Regions from separate parts of the Ovis aries genome. Here region 2 is linked to region 1. Evidence: chromatin contacts called from public Hi-C data. All regions are on one chromosome and are shown on one strand. The core of a region is the stretch at or near the end of the contact, and the rest is flanking DNA. Distances in the headings are between cores, read along the strand shown. Region 1 holds the start of KIAA1671 (KIAA1671 ortholog). Region 2 overlaps KIAA1671 (KIAA1671 ortholog).

What was found. A called contact is a pair of places that touch in the nucleus more often than the background predicts.
Region 2: a contact with region 1 is called in a Hi-C map of tail adipose tissue, with 3 times the contacts expected there. The contact joins the enhancer-like site here to the promoter of KIAA1671 in region 1. A contact is called at or near these places in 4 of 16 Hi-C or Micro-C datasets (blood, hypothalamus, omental adipose tissue and 1 more).

The regions. Positions count from the first base shown.
Region 1 is chr17:65,293,187-65,299,060 of ARS-UI_Ramb_v3.0, forward strand. It overlaps KIAA1671 (KIAA1671 ortholog), which reads left to right and starts at 3,411. Exons shown (of 12, transcript XM_060400832.1): 1 at 3,411-3,476.
Region 2 is chr17:65,462,772-65,468,645 of ARS-UI_Ramb_v3.0, forward strand. KIAA1671 (KIAA1671 ortholog) reads left to right here. Exons shown (of 12, transcript XM_060400832.1): 7 at 4,308-4,563. Among named protein-coding and RNA genes, the nearest start is that of CRYBB3, 16 kb to the right of the region's middle. Within about 2 kb of position 2,465, at least 4 of the 54 cell types and tissues checked have an H3K27ac peak or open chromatin away from gene starts, as enhancers often do. A contact at or near this core is called in tail adipose tissue, where this site is marked.

The DNA of each region.
Region 1 (5,874 bases), core at 2,161-4,660:
CCCTTACCTATGAAAACGAGATAATAGAGCATCTCTTACAGATCTGTTGTGACGTTTCATGAGACAGTACAGGCAAAGTACTTAGCTCAATAAATGACATCTTGCATTAGTATAATTTCTGTGAATGAGGCACAGGACTGTATTATGTGAAAACATTTATTCAACACTGAAGTTCATGAGTATTTATTGAAGGTCAACTCTGTTTCAGATATTATGCTAGTGTTTGCTCCCAAGCTCACAGTCTAGAAAGTGAGACAGAGAAGTAATGCAGCAATTATACAACAGGGTCATCAGTGCCCAGTTGGGGCTAGAAGATTCAGAGGCTTTGGCCTGGGAGTTGGGGATGGTAGTTAGGGTTGGCTTCTTGGAGGAGGTGACATTAAAGCTAAGATCTGAAGGACACGTAGTAGCTATAGATGATGGGCAAGTGGAGGGCACAGTATTCAGACAGAGGCCGTGGCATGGGCAAAGGCCTGGTGTTGAGAGAAAACATTTCAAAGAACACACTGGCTCTTAGTCTCAAGAAGCAGGCGAGTTACAAGAGAAACAAAATGAATATGCACCAATGAAAATATGTGGATATGGTCTTTGCCAGGCAGTGTGTGAGTTCTAGAGCTATCCTGTTCAATGTGGTAGATAGATGCAGCCATGTGTGGCTGCTGCTGCTAAGTCGCTTCAGTCGTGTCTGACTCTTTGCGACTCCATGGACTGCAGCCTACCAGGCTCCTCCATACATGGGATTTTCCAGGCAAGAGTACTGGAGTGGGGTGCCATCGCCTTCTCCGCCACGTGTGGCTATTTAATTAAAATTAAATACAACTAAAAATTTAGCTCCTTGGTCACACTCGCCGAAATTTAAGTGTTCAATAGTCATCTGTGGCTTATGTTGGACAGTGCAGATTTAGAACATCCCCATCACTGCAGAAAGTTCTGTTGGACAAAGCTGCCAAATCAAGACAGACTTTCTTGAGGAGGGGGCAGATGATGGCAGAGAAGGAAGGAGTCCTGGGAAAGTCCCTGTGAGGCACTGTCCTCTCTCCTTGGGAAGAGAAAAGCCAGGACTGGGAGTAAGAGGTGGGCTGTTGGCTCTGAAAACAATGTACAACCTGACACCTTTTTGGTCAGGGTGTAATCGCTGGGTGTGTGCTGGCTGGCAGCCTCTCACCTGGGAGGGAAGACACAGGAATGCAGGGAGAATCTGCTAAGGTGGGGCTGAACCAGGAAGTCCCGCCCCTCCTGGGGCCAGGAGGACTCTGGGAGTTGTAGTTTGGCATTTTTGGGACTCCCCCCCACCTCAAAGCCGGGTGTGGGTAGATGCCCTGACACTGGGCATAGGCTGGGCATTTCCTGGGGTGCAAAATTGGGAGTGGGCTGGCTAGGGCTGGGGCCACATCTGGGTTTGGGGTTTCTGTGATGAGTGGCAGAAAAAGGACTGTCTTCTCTCTCCCCCACTTAATTTCTGGGATAGAGAGGAGACACCAAGATGGAGGACTGAGCTGAATGGGCAGCTGAGAGACATCCAGTTTCAACAGAACCCTCAACCCACATATTCTGGTGAACTGAGATTCGCCCAGAGAGACAAGAAGTTCCCATACGGTTAGCAGGGAGAGGTAGCAGTCAGTACTCTTATTAAAACTGTTGATTATTCATGCGTTTAATCCAATTAAGCACAGTATTTTCTGAGTACATACTATTTGGCAAGCCCTGCCCTAGGCACTGAGAATCAGGAGGGAACTAAAGAGACAAAAGCTCCTGCTTCCAGAAGTTCTAGAAAGGGCAGCGAACAATAAACAGGGACTTGATTTGCTGATATAATACACACATAATGGAAAAACCCTACTTTAAAGGTGGATTTTGAGGCATTTTTACTTTCAATCCAACTATTCTCCCTACCTCGAAGTCACCACCCTGGGCATGGTTGTCATATTTACTTTTTACTTATTTTAAAAAATATTTATTTGGCTGTACCAGGTCTTAGTTGCGGCACGCAGAGTTACCAGTTGCAGCATGCGGGATCTTTTTTCAGTTGCAGCATGCAAACCCTTAGTTACAGTATGTGGGACCTAGATCCTAGACCAGGGGTTGAAGGGAAGGAAGGGGTCCTGGGAAAGTCCCTGAATGGCACTGTCCCCCGTCCTTGGGAAGAGAAAAGCCAGGGCTGGGAGCAGGGGGAACACGGAGTCCCAGCAACTCACAACCAGGGAAGCGCCTGGTAGTCTTATTTAAAAGCTACTGAGTTGGATCCTACTGACGACTGTTTTCCAGACATACAGCTGATACAAGAGATTATTCTAAGCTGCAAGACGTCATAGAGCCACTACCTCACCACTTCTGGGTTCCATCACCATGGACAAGTCTCCTAGGGAGCCTCAGAATGCTCCTTGATAAGATACGGAGGTGCTGATCCTTGCTCCAAAAGTGGAGATTTAAAGAAACAATGGATATGATGTATCTCCTGGAGCCAAACAGCATTACATTCTTTTTTTCTCTTTGACTTCACTGAGGTCCAACTGACTTAGTCTTTTAGTTATTGTCTCCATACAATTCCTTCCTAAGGAAGGAAGCACGAGTCCCAAATGCAGTTCAACTTATTTGTCTAAATATTGTTTACAGTGTCTGTAAGCTCTATGAGAATCTGTATCTTGCCAGCTGTATCTTGTCTCTGTCACCAGTGAAGTCCCCACCAGTATCACGGGTCCCTGGCATCCAGCATACTGTAGGTGCTGAATAGAAACCTATGGAATGAAATGAGTAAAGGATAGTAAATCAGACATTTTCTCGTTCAGGAGAGACTTCCTACGGTTCTCTCAGCTTGTCCAAAAAGTCTCTTTTCGGCTCACCCTTCATCCCCCCACTTCTACATAAGGCCGCAGCGATGACACTAGGTGCCCTGGCGGAAATGAGCCGCCCCGGGTGCGATTCCCCTGCTCGCCGCGAAGAGGCGCGAGCGCTACGCACAGACCGGGCTCGCTCCACGCGCCCATAGCCCAAGCGATTCAATGGGCGAGGCTCTCCCGAGCTCCCAGGCTGCACTAGGCTCTCGGGCGCAGACACGGCGGCGGTTCGCGGTGTGTGTTGTGGGTGACTCCCGGCCAAAGCCGGGGGCTAACCCCGGCAACGCAAGCAGGCATCACGAACAAATGTTCTGAGTCAGGCGAGGCAGGGTCGGGGCTCTAGGGCCAAGAGCACTTCCGGGAGGAGTCTCGGGGGAAACTCGCGACCTCTGACCTGCCGGACCGTCCCCCCGGTCCCGGCGCCAAGCGAGAGCTCGAGTCCGCGGGCTGAGCTCCGCCCCGGGGCCCTCCGCGCAGGCGCCGCCGGCCGCCGTTCCCATGGCGACGGGGGGCGCTTCCCTGTCCGAGGCCCCGCCCCAGCAGGCTAGGCTGCGCGGGGCCGCGGGCAGCGCAGGCAGGTGCCTCGGGCTGCGGGCAGGTGGCGGCGCGGCGCGGACCGGCGGCGGCGGCGGCGGCTCTAGGGTAGGTTGCGCCGTGGCCGCGGCGGATCGGGGCCGGCCATCAGTCCCGTGTCCCCGGCCTGTGAGGGGATAGAGGAGGCGGTGGCCGGCGGTGGCTGCCAAGTTTCTGCTCCGCTGAGGCCCCCGGAGAAAAGTTGACAAAGTTAGCCTGGGAAGAGGTGGGGACCTGGTGGGTCTCCCCGGGCTCTGGATCTCCGGGGAAGGGGCATCCCGACTTGAGAGCCGGAAGGTCTGTCTCTCCAGACTTGGGAGTGGAGCCCGCGGGAAGATCCAGCACTGGGCTACCAGTGGATCCCGCGCCACTCGGCTGGAGACCTGCGAGTCGATATTCGGAGTGGATCTGGCGCCGGTGGCCCGGGGTACCATTGGGTCCCCAGCCTGGGGTGACTGTGGACGGTGATTGGAAACTGGGAGCTAGTTGATCCCTCTCCCCTGCCCCCCACTGGTCCGAGCCTCGGGAGTGATTCCGAGAGGAGACCTGGTGGCCGGGAACTGGGGGATCGTTGGAGATCCGGGCTACTCAGCCTGCGACTGCTAGGATCTGGACGACCGTGCGGGTTGGAGGCCCAGGAGGTGGACACTGGGAAGCGGGGGTGCGGATCGAGGCGGAGCCGGAGGCGAAGGGATCCTGCGGGCAGCGGGGGCGGTGGAGAGAGCGGCGCGCCGGGCCCCGCGGGCGCCGGACGCGCCCTCCCCACCGGGCCTGTGCACCCCCTCCGCTTTCCTTCCCAGGGCAGAGGCTCCCTGATGAGATTAAGGCTCAATCTCCCTGCTCCCCGGCAGGCTCGGCTGGCCCCCCACCCCGCTGGCGGCGCCGCCTAGGGCTACAGGCGGGGCCCTGGGGAAGGGAAGCGGCGCGTTGACCCCCGACCCGGGCCCGACCTTTCCACATCCTCCTAGCAAGCACCGAGCGCGTAGCCGGGGCGCCGCGCCCCGAAACCCTGCTTCTCCGCTGGTCCGTGGCGGGCCCGTAGTGGCGCGGGCGTATGACCTGCGCGCGCCACCTGGGTGGCCAGGGCTTCCTGCCCGCGGGACTGAACTTTCTCCAGCCAGGAACTGCCACTACCTTTTGGAAAGGAAAGGACTGTACCTGTTGCACAAAGAAAGTGATTTTTGTTTGCAGCTTCTTTGTGACCCTGGGACAAAATGCTTAACATCTCTGAGCCCAGATCTCCCTTCGGGGCACAGTGGAGTGGGGGTGGGGTCGCAGTCCTCCCTTTTCTGGGTGACTGGCGGGATTAATAGATATAAAAGGTATGAAGCAGGTTTGGGCTGTGTAAATACTGGTGGACCCTCATTCTGTGGCCTCTCCTCTCCCTTGTCTCATCCCCTGCCGCCTCCCCTAGGGTATCTGAAGGAAAGCTCAAGAAACTCAACTTGCTATCTTTTCAAACTACAGGATTAGAGAGATATTTAACTTGGTCTTTCTTCCAAAGGGGTTTAATTGCCCCTCTGATCCCCCTTGCAGAGAGAAGCTCTGAGGGTTTGGCTAATCAGTAACCTCACCATTTGGACAAGACTTCTCCTTTGGCCCAGCTTTTCCTTTGCTAATGCATCAGAGCTCCTGGACAAATGTGCATTCACCCCCAGACACTGACATCTCACCCCTAGGACAGTTCCAGAGGGAGCTGTGCAGACACTCGTTGAGGTCCTTGTGGTTTTAGGGGGAATCTTTTTGAAAGGATTGGCATGCTTGACAAGGGTGCAATTATCCTAGAGAAGTACAGGGTTTCGTTTGGTACCGTGTCTAGGTACGTGAGCGGCTCTTTGGTCAACTAGGGTGTGTATTGAGCACCTACTATGTGGAGGACACTAGAAATGACGTGACCCAGAGCAATATAGAGTCTGTCCTTCTGGCTTGCAGTCTAGGTATGAGCAACCAACTTGCCCTGTAGTTGTAGAGACAACTGTACTGATTCTTGATGTTGGGCGTACAGCCCTCACCCCAGATTCTGGAGGTACCCCACCCACTTTGAAGGCCCTGGGGGTTGGTTTTTATTCAGGACTGATCTTGGCAGGAGAATGGAACAGTCCACTATCTTGTCCTGAGCCTTACTCCCCTCTCAGCACCCCCAGAATACATCTCTGACCAACTCAGAAAGAGAGCCCCAAGGGGAATGTTTTAAAAGGGTATTTATTCATTCATTCAACAAATATTTCAAGACAGTGTGTCAAAGAGAAGGCTGGTGGTCACACCCTTAAGGGGCAAAGTCTATGTGAAAAGAGGCAATTGTCTGGGAGGAGGGGCTGATGACTTCTGGCCTGGGGAGGGATGGAAGGCAGGGAAGCTTTCTTGGAGAGCTGGTCTACCAGTGGGGAGAGGATGGTGCGCTGTAAAGAGAACAGAAAGGCCTAGACAGAGGAGGGAGTGTGGGGTGTTGGCAGGAGAAGCTGGCAGG
Region 2 (5,874 bases), core at 1,215-3,714, 170 kb after region 1:
ACAGGACCTCTCGGGGGGAGTCGGCCCCCATCTGCCTCCTGATTTCTCCGTTACTAAGGAGAACCTGTTTTGTCTGTAACAGGTTGTTGTGTAATAAGGCAACTCATTCTTTTTATAAAACAGAAGTTTAGAAAGTACAAAAAAAAAAAAAGATTTTAAAATGATATATGAAATACCCAGAATAGGCAAATCCACAGGGACAGAGGAGACCAGATTTCCTCCTGGGCGGATGGAGATGTTCTTAAACCAGAGTGGCGATGGCCACACAGCGTTAAGAAGGAAAGTGAAAGTCGCTCAGTCGTGTCTGACTCTTTGCAACCCCATGGACTATACAGTCTGTGGAATTCTCCAGGCCAGAATACTGGGCCTGCGGTGGGTAGCCTTTCCTTTCTCCAGGGAATCTTCCCAACTCAGGGATCAAACCCAGGTCTCCCGCGTTGCAGGCAGGTTCTTTACCAGCTGAGCTGCGAGGGAAGCCCACAGCATTAGGAATGCACTGGATGCCCCTACTGGCAAATTTCATCTTACATGTTTCACCACCACAAACCAAAAAAAAAAAAAAAATTGCCAAGAAAATGAAAACCAACTGTAATGTCAGGACTCAGGTATCACTTTCATTAGTGTTTTTGGTTGTCTTTCTAGACTTTTTTTCTATGTACGTATATTGTGTGTTTATAAACAGAGGAGCGTATTATACATACCATCATAAGCTATGTCAGCATTCAGGATCATCACTGTTAGTGGCATGGAGGGCCCCTCAGGTGTTTGCCTGGCTGGGAGGGAATGTTATTGTGACTGCAGAAGCCTGAACGTCACCAAGCATCACCCGGATTCAGGAGGCAGGCAGGCCTGAATCCCAGCTCCATTCTGGCTGGCTGTGGGGTCCTGGACCATTTAGTTGTATTTGCCGGATTTCACGAACTCCTCTTCTGTAGAAGGGTGCATGTGTGCGTGCTTGGTCACTTAGTCCTGTCCGACTCTGTGCGACCCCATGGAATGGAAGCCCGCCAGGCACCTCTGTCCATGGGATTCTCCAGGCAAGAACACTGGAGTGGGCTGCCTTGGCCTCTTCCAGGGGAGCTTCCCTATCTGGGGATCGAACCCGCGTCTTCTGCATCTCCTGTACTGCAGGTGGATTCTTTACCCACTGAGCCACCTGGGAAGGCCCTGTAGAAAGGGAATGATGCTCATAAAAACAGCCAAGATGTATTAAGCGGACAGGCCGAGCACTGTTGTCAGCTCTGAAGCGCAGCATTTAAGTCTGTGGTCCCACCTTGCAGAGACGAAGACTGAGACTTGGGGTGGGCAGGAGGGTAACTTGTGTTCACAGTGGGCGTATTTCCCAGCACTTAGTCGTAGAAGTAGGAGTTTGATACTTTGCATTTGTCCATCGTACCTGTTCTTTGTTTTAAACATGCAGTTTTTCTTCTTGCCCTGGGGCGGGATGAAACGCAGTAGCAGCTCTGTGGACACCGAGGATGGGCTTGCCATGTTCTCAGTTCACCTTCCCCACCCGAGGGCTGCAGGATCGCATGGCATTTTAAAACCAGGGAGATCTGGGTCAACCCCAGTGTGGCTACTTACTGGCTGTGTCTCTGTGTGTCTTAGTTACCTCATCTGTGGGTGTTGTGCCCAGGGATATGGCGTGTCCATGGCTAAGATGGACTCAGACCCGGATATGGTGTGTCCATGGCTGAGCTGGACTCAGACCCAGGTCTCCCAGCTCCTTCCCCTGCCCCCTACCCCAGTCAGGAGTGGCCACACCCCTCCACTGACCTATGTCCCATAGCTGTCGTCGGTACCCAAGCTGGGGGGAGGTGAGTGAACTAGAAATGGGTGGGCTTCTCTGGTAGCTCAGCTGGTAAAGAATCTGCCTGCAACACAGGAGATCCTGGTTTGATTCCTGCGTCAGGAAGTTCCTATGGAGAAGGGATAGGCTCTCACTCCAGTATTCATGGGGTTCCCTGGTGGCTCAGAGAGTAAAGAATCTGCCTGCAATGCAGGAGACCTGGGTTCGATCCCTGGCTTGGGAAGATCCCCTGGAGGAGGGCATGGCAACCCACTCCAGTATCCTTGCCTGGAGAATCTCCAAGGACAGAGGAGCCTGGCCGGCTATAGTCCATGAGGTCACAGAGGGTCGGACACGACTGAGTGAGTAAGCACACAAGAAAAGAAAAAGGAAAGCGCAGGTTTCTAATGGTGCACATGAAGGGCCTTTCGTTTTCTTTCCTAAGCTGTGATATACGGTTAGTTAATGAACTTACTTAAATTTCACTAGAATGTTCCTGCAGGAGTCTGGAAGTCTGGGTCCTGGTTTTGCTTTGTCTCACCCTGGGAGGCCCCTCTTCTCTGGGCCTCTATCCTCCCAGCTCTTTCAGGGAGAAGGGGAAACCCCGCCACTGGCATCTCCACCTGCCCGCGTCCCCGCCCCCGCTCCCGTGTCCTGGTATCGCTCGCCCCCTCCCGTCTCTCAGAGGTACCGCAGCTTCTCCTCCCAGAAAGGGCCCAGGCGAGGCTTTACTCCCAGCCCTGGGCAGCAGCGCCACCTGCTGCCCGCTCGGTGGTATTTCCCTCATTTTTTGTGGCTCCGCCTCAATGCCGCCCCACGCCCCAATGTCCTGCTTATTCCAAGTAACGAAATCCGTTCAGAGCTGACAAAAAGCAGGCTGTACTCCCTGAGTGAGACACCAGCACACCTGGGTTGACAGCTCTGCCCAAGGGTGAAGTTCGGCGGTCTTTTGGGGCAGACCCTCTGATCAGGGACGTGTTGTCTGGCGTGCTGGTCCCCCCTTCCTTAGGATAAGGCTTTCCTCGGCTCTTGACTTTGGGGTCTTTTTAAGAGAGGAGCAGGGAGCCTATTTAATTTTAATGGCTTGATTTATTTATAAATCTTCTGTCTTTTGTGGTTCCAATTATCCGAGTGGTACTCGGAATACATTATCGTGGGCAGAAATTCCAGGAGGAGAGAGAGAGTCATGGATCTGGATTCTGGGGTCAGGTCCGCCCCTTTGGGCAAGGCTCTTCATGTCTTTCTGCCTCGGCTTCCTCATCTTTCGCAAGGTTATATGTTTAATTTCGTGAGGTTAATCCTATCCTGTGGGGAGGATGCAAAGATACAGCTTTTCAGCACAGGGCCTGGCACATAGTAGGCGCTCAGTAAATCTTTGTCGAGTGAGTGAGTGAATGAGTGAAGCGATGTAGGATATTCCCCACTCCCGCTCCACCACAGGTGACGGCCGGTGACGGTTTCATCGCCGTCAGCGCTGCCCGACGGAAATGCAGCGCAAGCTGCACACCCAAGCCTCGCGCGCAGCCGCAGTGTTCCAGGGGCCGCATCAGCACAGTAGAAGGAAAACGGGCGAAATTAATTTAAGATTATTTCCCCTTTTTTAAAAGTCTTCTTCCTTTTTTTTAAAGGCAATTTTTTAAAGTCTTGATTGAATTAGTCACAATATCGCTTCTATGGTTTGTTTGTTTGTTTTGGCCATGCAGCATGCAGAATCTTAGCTCCCCAATCAGGGGTCGAACCTTCTTCACTCCTTGCACTGGAAGTCGAAGTCTTAACCACTGGACCTCCAGGGAAATCCTGGCACAATTAATTTTAACAGTATATTCTGTGGAACCCAATACCCAGTATGTGTGCTAAATCGCTTCAGTCATGTCTGACTCTGTGCAGCGTATGGACCAGAGCCCGCCAGGCTCCTCTCTCCGTGGGATTCTCTGGATGAGAATACTGGAGTGGGCTGCTGCGCGCTTCTGCAGGGGTCTTTCCCGCCCAGGGAACCAGCCCACGTCTCTCGTGCCTCCTGCATTGGCAGTCCAGCTAGCGCCACCTGGGAAGCCCCACTGAGCCCAATAGACCCTTTATAAATACTGCCCTTGTAACACGCAATCACTGTAAAGTTATCACTGTGGTATTTTACTTGTTTATTTTTTTTCACTCCAAGTGTTAGGAGTCAGCGTGTGCTCTCTACTCTTGGCCCAGCTCAGCCCTCACTCGCCCCATTACAAGGGCCCAGCGGCCACAGGTGACCCTTGGCTCCCCTACTGGGCAACACAGAGTTAGAGGGTCTCGAGTGGGGGAGCGGCTCCTCCCATTCTGCACCTGTCCAGGTGTTCCAGAGGAACCGTGGACAGCACCTGGCCGGGCCCAGGATGGTTCTCCTCACTGGGATGTTCTGTCTCTTATTTCCTGGCATACAAAGCACAGCCCACATCCTGCCTTCTGCCGCATCCCTTCCTTGACATTCAGGTCTCAGAAGCAACCTGCCTGACCACGCCTCCCTCGCTCCCTTCCATTCTCGTAGCTTGGCCCCCGAGTCCCCGTCCCCGGACAGCAGTGCCACCTCGGCTTGGAAGCAGCCCCCCAGCAGCCGCCTGTCCTCGCTGTCCTCCCAGACGGAGGTCACCTCGGCCGGGGACCAGCACGACTGTTCCAGGGAGCAGCGCAGCACCAGCGTGGACCAATCCAGCACGGACCTGGAATCCACTGACGGGATGGAGGGGCTGCCCCCGCCAGACGCCTACCCCGCAAAGAAGGTGGACGACTTCCCCTTTATCGATGTGAGTCGGTAGCTGGGAGCAGTGCTGGAAACACTCCTCTCTCTCCTTTTTTTTTTTTTTTTTTTTTAATGACTCAGGATGTTCTGCACCAGTCTGAGGCTATAAGGGGGGCCCCGGGGAAATGGAACCAGGTCCCCCTCAAGCCAGCCCCTGCATCGCTGTGGCTCCCTCCCACTTCCCCTGAGTCTGAGAAATGGTCTCTGTTTGGTGGCCACCGGAGGTGCATGCTCTCCTCTTAGCGAGGGAAGATTCTTTATGATTTTCGTCTCTCCCTAGCTATCCCCACCCCCGACCAGCCCCCGCACTGGACATCCTCATGGCCGGTTTGGGAAACAGCTTTGCAGACATCAACAGCCTCTTCCCGCCCCTACTGGGGTGTCTGTCACTTACCAGTTCTGGGAAATGAGTCACTGAAATTAGCTCATCATTGCTAACTTAAAAGGCCCTGGGTGACAGAATTTCTCCAAAGTGGACCTGAGAGGAAGAATCCAACATTTCACACCAGGACCTGAGCCGGCCGGGCAAAGAGATGCCCCCTGTAGGAACAGCTCTTGGCCGTGAGCCTGACTCAGATGCTGCTGGAACCAGGGCTGTCCCTGCCTGGGCTCCCTGAAGTCTTGCAGCCCCTCTAGGAAGGGGATACTAGTATCACTCCATTTTTACAAATAGGGCCACCTCAGCTCGGAGAGGGTAAGTCCCCTGCTTGAGGTCACACAGCTAGGAATTGAACTGACCAGGAGATGAACCCCAAGCTCCCATCTCTCACCGTTGTCTCCTGGGGGATCACTGAGCCACAGCTGTCCTACCTCCTTGCTGGGCTCACCAGGGTGGTCTTCCTCAACCCCTCCCCCAGCCCTTCCAGCAGGAAAGGTAATGATCTTGGAAACCATCACTGACTCTCCCCCCGCCTCTGCTCAGAGCCTGCTGCTTGAAACAAATGCCTGGTGCTTAGAAGGTTGCTCCACCAGCTCCCACCTGCCCCCTGAATTACTGTGGGTAGAGGAAGGACCAAGTTGAGAATCTCAGTTCATGGACCCTGTGTGGAGTAAGATCTCTGTAAGGATTTAGTTAAGAGGATGTGTTCAGTTATTCATTCAGCAAACAAACAAATGTGTATTGAGCTCCCAGTTAATGTACTGCTCTAGCTCACCTGCTCGGATGATGTCACCAGGAGGGGGGCAGCGTTTGCATTATGTGCCCACAATGTGCCAGGCACTGCGTGGGGCACGCCCGGTTCATTTGATTCTTAGAATCAGCCTACGTGGTATCCTTCACAAGGAACGTAGGCTTGAGGCCTTAGGTTCCTAGGAG